Regions from separate parts of the Mus musculus genome. Here regions 2 and 3 are each linked to region 1. Evidence: chromatin contacts called from public HiChIP or PLAC-seq data. All regions are on one chromosome and are shown on one strand. The core of a region is the stretch at or near the end of the contact, and the rest is flanking DNA. Distances in the headings are between cores, read along the strand shown.

Region 1 (2,519 bases), core at 15-2,514:
CTGGTGCCAGCTGGATTGTTCTGCTGGAATGTTCCTGCTAGAGTTGACCCTTTAGCCCTCTTCTGAGGTAAGCTGGTAGGGGAGACCACAGGGAAGCAGGTCTAGAAGGCAAGATGGCTTTCTTAGCAATTTAACTCTGTGAGATCCAAGCAGGTCAGCAAACTGGTCTGACTGACAGTGGTCACCACTCCAGGAATGGTAATTATCCCAGGTGACCCTAGGGAGCCATGCCAGTAGGGACAGTCCATAACCCCACCCCCACTACCTTTAAGTTCAGGCTACACAGAGTCACTTGTGTCAATATATTGTTGTACAAATTTGGTAGTTTATGACATGTCCTGGCACCGTTGAGACCCAATTATGAGAAGCCAGAGTGGAACTGGGAACCCAAAGTTGGAAAAGCTGTTAGCTTCTGGCAACGGATCTCCTCCAACTTCGCTGTTCCTGGCCTCAAAACACTTAACAACAAAAATCCATTTTTAATGAGAATTCTTTCTCTTTTTTTTTCCTTTTATTTTAAACCAGCGACTTCACACTTTGGGCCAGCAGACTCCAGCCTCCCTTACAAGCAAGAATTGACTCTAAACTGATTATGGGGGGCGCGCGGGGGGGGGGGGCGTGTCCGGTGGGCTGCCCGGTCAGAGTGGCTGAGGCAGTGATTGACTGGGCATTAAGTCATTTGGTTCCCACTGTCCTTCAGTACAAGCCTGGCCAGCCGGGCCAAGTAAAAACTCATGAGAGTCATTTTTATCACACAGGCAACGACTGCCTGGCTGTCTGAGTTTCCGTCTCCCCAACAGATTACGAATCTTACAAACCATCTATTATCCACTCGGCAACTGGCAAACGTGAACTTGGCCAACACCGAGGCAGAACGCTGACAGAACGCTGAGATCCAAGTCAGAAGAAGTGGGAGAAAGAGAGAAAATTTCAGAGACGAGCCAGACAATTTCTCAACCTGTAAAAACATGTTGTATTTACCAGGTCTGGTACGGAAGCCAAACTTGGGGCTCGGTGTTTGTCTTGGGCCCTGGGCCTGGGTTCTGTCTGATGCTCCCAGAACACTACGCCCCTCCTCCCTCTCCTCACATCTGATGATTGGCGTATTGTTTAGAGACGAAGAGGGACGATCTCGCGCTCCGGAGGAAGCTGGCAAGAAAGTTCGATTCTATAAAAAGAAGCGCGCGGTCAGGGTTCGGTTTCCTATTCTGACTCAAGGCAAAGAGACTCAGAAATTCCAACCCAGAGGGTCAGGATGGGCTCCAGAGCCTGTTCCCTCGCCTCCTGCCTCCTCCCTGTTCTCGCAACTGGCCAGCTGGGATTACACAACTCACACTAATTTTATTCCGCACGCGGCTGTTTCTCATTAGGAACCGGGATTTTTTTTTTTTTTTTAAACCTCTCGGTGCCGTGTCACTCGCGCCGGATCCAGGTGAGTAATTCCACTTCAGAACAGGAGCATTCTATTCGCACCGCAGGCGGGACTCTGAGAGACGTGCGTTTGACGCGTCGTCCAGGCAGAGACCTCCATGTTTTTGCTCGCGGTGCCAAGAGCCAATTTTCTCCTCTGAATTCCTAACTCACCAGTCTCATGGGTTCTATTCCTATTCCACTGGGGAGGAGGGAGGCGAGAACACTTGAGTCAACCCGGAGAATGTTTTTTGGATACCCAGTACCTGACAACGGCTTCCGAAGGGGTCTGTCTTCTCTCCCCTCGCTCCCCCTGCCCCCTTTTAAAAGCTGAATTCGCCAGATGTTCTGAGAGTATCTAAAACCTGGCTTTCCTGTCTTCCACATGCATTATGGTGTTGGATCCAAATCACAGCACGTCCTCAGTGGTTCTGGAGAACTAAATGAATACAGAGACGAACCTTTCTCTTAAGTGTCTGAAACCATCAGACCTAGGTGTTCGCATCCCGGTCCTTGGGATGCCTCTGGACCAAACTCACATTTGTAAACAGTAATGTGGCTTCCTAACATTAGCCTCACGCACCCTCCTTGTATATTCTTGGCTGTGTACCAGAGGAGGCAGAGCAGCTGCATCTCCCTAAACTCTCTGGGTAGAGTGAAGTGCAAGGGATGGCTCACTTGTGACTTTACTGAACCTGAAATTCGGCTGGGGGCAGGGCTCAATGTATATAGAGCACTGTAGTGTATAGTGTTATGTGCAGAGTCCTGGCTTTGATCCCTAACACCACTAAAAGAAAAACAAACAAACAAACAAACAAAAAACAAAACAAAACAAAAAAACAAAGGAAGGGCTTCAGCCACATCTGGAGAGAGCTGGGTAGGCAGTTGCCCTCTTGTCTTTGGGACTCCAGGCACCCCTGTGCCTAAGGAAGGTAGAACTCCCCCCATCCCGCCAAAGCTCCCTCTGGCTGGTACCCTGCTTTGCATAGAACAAGCCTGAGCACACCATGCCACCTTGCTAGGCCCTCGCCAGAATCCAAGAATGGCGCATTAACCAGATGGAATGCAACATGCATGTAAAGAAATAAGAGCCGTGCCAGGAAAGTTGG
Region 2 (2,519 bases), core at 8-2,507, 220 kb before region 1:
TCCTGCTTCAAAACAAAACCTGCAAAAAGGGCTGGGGATATACATCAGTGGGAGAATGCTTGCTCTGGGTTCAGTCTCCAGCGCTGGAGAAACAAAACAGCCACCCCAATTAGAAAAGAAAAGAAAAGAAAAGAAAAGAAAAGAAAAGAAAAGAAAAGAAAAGAAAAAAGGAAAGGAAAGGAAAGGAAAGGAAAGGAAAGGAAAGGAAAGGAAAGGAAAGGAAAGGAAAGAAAAGAAAAGGTAGAAAAACAGACAGGAAGGAAGGAAGGAAGGAAGGAAGGAAGGAAGGAAGGAAGGAAGGAAGGAAGGAAGGAAGGAAGGAAAAGAGAGGAGAGGGCTAGAGAGAGGACAGGTTGGTAGAGAGTCATCTTGTATACAAGAGGGCTTCACTTTGGTTCCCTAGAACCCACGTGAAAGAAGCCAGACATAGTGGTGCCCGCCTGCAATCCCGGCACCGGGGGACAAAGATGGCTGATCGGTGAGACTCACTGGCCATGCACGTTATGGCAAGCTCCGGACAATGAGAGACTCTGCCTCAAAAATCAAGGTGAATGCTAATCCATCACCTGATCCCCCAATGCCAGCAACTGTCCTGTGACTTCTGCATGCACACATCAGAACACATATGTTCTAGTGTGTGCGTGCGCGCGCACACACACACACACACACACACACACACACACTTTTTTTTTTTTTTTGAAAGAGGAAGGTAAGAATCCAAAATAACAAGGAGGGCCGTCTGAATCCTGAACGCCGCTGCCAGCCCTGAACTTGGGCTCCTGGCTGCAGTGTCTCCACTGGCTTCAGTCCTGGGGAAGCCTGTTTTCTCTTCTCAAGGCACATGGATTTCCTGGAGGCCCCTGTGTGCTGGGCGCCGTGCCAGGCTCCTTTGCTTTTTTCCCAAAAGAACCCCGGGGGCGTGTCCTCGCACTGTGGTTCCACTTCTGTCCGGTGCTCCTCCCCCAGTTCCACCGTGGCCATAAAGTGGGTAGAGCTCCCAGCTGCGAGCAGGGGTAGGGGCAACAGTTCTCCCCTCTGCTCTGAAGTGTGATGGGAGGGGAGTCCCCGCTGGGACAACATTTACTTTGTACCACTGCCAGGAGAGAGGGAGAGGGGGTGGGGGGGTGGGGCTCACGAGCGAGCATACCCAATTCCAAAATATTTCTGACAAAACCTGGCACTTCTGGTTCTAATTAAAACCCTGAACTTTGGAACAAATTTCATCCCACAGCCCTCCTCGCCGGGAAAGGGGGTGCAGCGGAGACTTCGCTTCATAACCACAACAAAAATAGCTTCTCCTGAGGAAGGCGCCCGGTACTAACAAGGCCACTTTTGTTTTACTCCCCTGCCATCTGTCTGGGGATGCCAGGGGCTGGCTCTGCTCCTGACTCCTTTGGCAGAGAGGGGACAGGAGCCGGGTGGCGCTGTGGACAGCTTCTCAGCCTCTTGGCAGAGGGGGGCCATGCATCTCCACCTTCAGATAGCCGGAAATCCAGGCCAGATGGAAACGTCACCAATCCCCTCTGTTTCTGAGACCAGCGCGCAAGAAGTGTGGTTCCAGCAGGTGGAGAAAGATCTTAAGCTTGCAAACTGCTCTAGCCCAGTGGTTCCCAATGCTGCGACCCTATAATACAGTTCCTCATGTTGGGGCGACCCCCCCACCAACCATCAAATTATTTTCGTTGTCACTGGATAATTTTGCTACTTTGATGGATCATAGTGTAAATATTTTTGGAGATAGAGGTTAGCCAAAGGGATTGCGCAACCCACAGGCCTAGAACCACTGGTCCACTCTAACATGGAGGGGAATAAATTCTCTAGGATATCTTTGGGATTTTATCCCACTCCCTCCCTCCGCCCCCACCAAACACAGGGGAGGCTTAGATGTTGGGCGAATCTCTTGTGCACCGTATACAGGTTGTCTTTGTATGAAGCATCCCATCTCTCAGCGTTTTGCAAGCATCTTATCCATGGCCTTCTGATTGGATTAATAAAGAGATGAACGGCCTATGGCAGAGCAGGAAAGAATAGGCGGGGCTTCTGGGGAGAGTTGGGAACTCTGGGAAAGTCTGAGCGCGGACAGTTATCAGTCAGACATCATTCACCAACCAGATTCCGGGAAGGAGCAAGTGTGGAGAATGTAGATTAGTAGAAACGGGACATTTAAGTATAAGAGCTAGTTAGGAACAAGCCTAAGCCAAGGCAAGGCTTTCATAATTATTAAAAAGTGTCTCCCTGTCGTTACTCTGCTGCTGGCGCCTCAGAGACAGTCCTGCTATACTTGGACTGTATAAGCGGAGTTGAGACTGCTGTCTGAGGTTTGCAGCGGGGTGTTGAGGCACTCTGAGGTTCTGCAGATGTAAGGGCTGACACTTGCCCATTGTCTCTGCCAGCATCAGAGTGTGACAGGACAGGGCTGGCTTGAAGAGCCCTGAGGTCAAGTGCTCACGCTGGTGGGACCAGAACCCTCCCTGCTATACCAAGGTGCATTTGTTGGTTGGAGAACACTTGGGATTGTT
Region 3 (2,519 bases), core at 13-2,512, 150 kb before region 1:
CCTCCTCTGTAGAGGAACTCCTCATTGGTGAGGGGAAGCTGGACATTAAATTAAGAACGATAAGCTCTGGGCCTACAATGAGGAGACCTGATGGCCGGGGACCTGGGATCCTTAATATCTCCATTGCATAATGGTACTGATGCTGTGGTAGGAGTAGGACGGAAGCTTGTGCCTGCCAAGCCCTGCCCTCGACAGGTGTGTGGTCTGAGGGGAGGTGGGCACTGCAGGGGAGAAAGTGAAAGAAGCTGGCTTTGCTGGTGTGTAGAGGAGGAGGGATGACCTGGGATGTGACTTCATAACTATGCTGGAGCCTCGGTGTCCCTCTTGGCTCTGTGCCTCAGTGGGGTCCCTCACAACAGAGTGGGAGTAAGGGTCAGTTCCAACACAGTGACCCCCTCTGAGGCCAGCCTGGTTGGATATTCTTGCCATTCGCCATTCCCCAGAGGAGTGAGAAGCAGTATAAAACCCCTAGGAGGACATGAAGGTCTCAAGAGGAAACACAACTGTGTAAATACATTCATTTTTGCTAGTATTCACCCCCCCACACACACACACAAATTAATAACACACAAAGCAGAAAGAGAATATCGCTTTCACCAGGCGAAACCCATGTCTGGGTCACGGGGTAGTGGGTGGTGAAGCTATAGAGGCTTATCTGCTCACTCTAGAACCCTGCAGGCGGCAAGATGGCCTGCTACAGCACTTCCCCTTCCCACCTCTTGGCCCACTGACAGGCTTGGTGTGGCCAGACCAGGCAGGCATGGAGCTTCAGGGTAACTGGGAAGGCCCCTGAGAGCTTATTTCTTCCCTACAGACCCATGGAACAGAGAAAAGCATTTGAACTTGGGCCTTGTTGGGGGGGGTGTGTGGTCTGCTATGAAGACTATGAAAAAAAATGAACTGCATTCCCATCCCTTTTGGGAGAGAGAGAGAGAGAGAGAGAGAGAGAGAGAGAGAGAACTAGCTAGCTGTCAGGGCTAAAAGAGCCGGCCTGAGATACATCCACTCAGGGTTGTCAATAACTCGGTTTTACGGATGTGCAGATTCACGGAGCTATATTTTAGTGCCTCTACATCATTGATCGGACTATCATTTCAGCTCCATAGCTCATAGCTAGAAAGCAGCCTACAGACACCCCACATTATGACCCTGCCCTCCTCGTTCGGGACACCACATTCCATTAGGAGCAGCTTGATGGATGGGCCTGATGTTGTAATCTTGCTGAGCAATTACAGTGCCATCCTATTACTGGGAGACACCCCCACCACCGCCCTGACTCCTGTACATGCAAGGCTCTGAGTAGGAGAAAGATCTGGGGAGATCCAGTACAGGAGGGTAATGGATCAGCCTTCTGGGGTTACACTCAACTGTACCTCAAAAGCCCTTAGATGAACACAGGTCCTCTGCATAACCTAAAGTCAGCAAGCATGGCAGATTCATTACCTGCTCTGTGCGGGGAGGGAGGTGCTAGAGAGGGGGGAATGCAGAGACCTTGAGTTATATAATTCCTGTCTCCTGGAACTTCTGACTCTTAGAAAGGGAAATTGGTGGTAGAGCATAGCGAGATGGGGAGAGTGGAGCTGGTCATTTGATCAGCCATCGGCCACGTGGCAGCCTGTGCTTACTGCCATCTGACTCAAACTGAGATCAAGTGAACTTCCACAGACGTGGCCATTAGGGGGCCTTTTCTCCCTCGCCATGAGAGCTACCACTAACTCATCTGCTAAGGGTTGAACTGTGTCCCTCCCCTAAGGCACATGCTAAGTTCTAGTGCCCCAAACTAGTGAATATGGCCTTTGTAAATGTAGTTTAGTTAGGCCATATTTCTCTTTTCCTTTTCTTCTTCCTCTCCCTCTTTTTTTCCTCCTCCTTTTCCTCCTCCACTTCCTCCCCTCTTTCTTTTCTTCCTCTTCCAACCCTCTTCCTCTCCTCTTCCACTTCCTCCCCTCCCCTTCCTCTTCTTCCTTTTCCTCCTCCTTCTCTTATTCCTCTCCTCCTTTTCTTCCTCGCCCTCCTCTTCTTCCTCCTCTTCTTCCCCATCCTCTTCCTCCCCCTCCTCTTCTTCCCTTCTTTCTCCTCTTCCTTTCTTCCTTCTTTCTTTCCCTCCTCCTCCCCTTCCTCCTCTTCCCCCTCCTCTGCTTTCTCACCCTCTTCCTCCTTTTCTTTCTTGCTTCCCCCTCTTCCTCACCCTCCTCCTCTTCCTCACCCTCCTCCTCTTCCTCACCCTCCCTCTGCTCCTCTTCCTCACCCTCCTTTTCCCAATACTGGGAGTTGAACCTTAGTCTCCACATATGTCAGGCAAGCACCCTACTTGCCACTGTGGTCAGTGGACCTAGAGCCCCAGAAAACCTTTCTCTTCTTTTGAGACAGAGTCTCACTAAGTTGACCTTGAATTTCAAAGTCCAAGCAGGCCTTGAACCTGTGGTCCTCCTGCATCAGCTTCTGAGCAGCTAGGGTAAAAGGCCTGCCTAGCAAGTCTGATGCTTCCTTAAGGAGGTAGAGAGATTTGAGCATAGGCA

Evidence for each region. HiChIP or PLAC-seq counts read pairs in DNA pulled down with a chosen protein or histone mark.
Region 2: a CTCF HiChIP or PLAC-seq map of the NIH/3T3 cell line shows a contact between it and region 1, with 21 read pairs. The contact joins two enhancer-like sites. A contact is called at or near these places in 1 of 15 datasets of contacts at CTCF or cohesin (the NIH/3T3 cell line), 2 of 484 Hi-C or Micro-C datasets (the HPC-7 cell line and bone marrow-derived macrophages), 6 of 115 datasets of contacts at active chromatin or transcription factors (the NIH/3T3 cell line, craniofacial prominence, embryonic basal ganglia and 2 more) and 1 of 9 other capture datasets (embryonic stem cells).
Region 3: a contact with region 1 is called in a BATF HiChIP or PLAC-seq map of CD8 T cells, with 22 read pairs. The contact joins two enhancer-like sites. A contact is called at or near these places in 1 of 15 datasets of contacts at CTCF or cohesin (the NIH/3T3 cell line), 7 of 484 Hi-C or Micro-C datasets (CD8 T cells, Th1 cells, bone marrow-derived macrophages and 4 more) and 11 of 115 datasets of contacts at active chromatin or transcription factors (the 230-238 cell line, CD8 T cells, the HPC-7 cell line and 7 more).

What each region holds. Positions count from the first base shown.
Region 1 is chr5:118,512,992-118,515,510 of GRCm38.p6, forward strand. No RefSeq gene overlaps it. Among named protein-coding and RNA genes, the nearest start is that of Gm46921, 22 kb to the left of the region's middle. Within about 2 kb of position 1,265, at least 187 of the 459 cell types and tissues checked have an H3K27ac peak or open chromatin away from gene starts, as enhancers often do. A contact at or near this core is called in CD8 T cells, the NIH/3T3 cell line and heart atrium, where this site is marked.
Region 2 is chr5:118,293,309-118,295,827 of GRCm38.p6, forward strand. No RefSeq gene overlaps it. Among named protein-coding and RNA genes, the nearest start is that of Gm25076, 28 kb to the left of the region's middle. Within about 2 kb of position 1,258, at least 132 of the 459 cell types and tissues checked have an H3K27ac peak or open chromatin away from gene starts, as enhancers often do. A contact at or near this core is called in the NIH/3T3 cell line and heart atrium, where this site is marked.
Region 3 is chr5:118,364,184-118,366,702 of GRCm38.p6, forward strand. No RefSeq gene overlaps it. Among named protein-coding and RNA genes, the nearest start is that of Gm46942, 5.5 kb to the left of the region's middle. Within about 2 kb of position 1,263, at least 19 of the 459 cell types and tissues checked have an H3K27ac peak or open chromatin away from gene starts, as enhancers often do. A contact at or near this core is called in CD8 T cells, where this site is marked.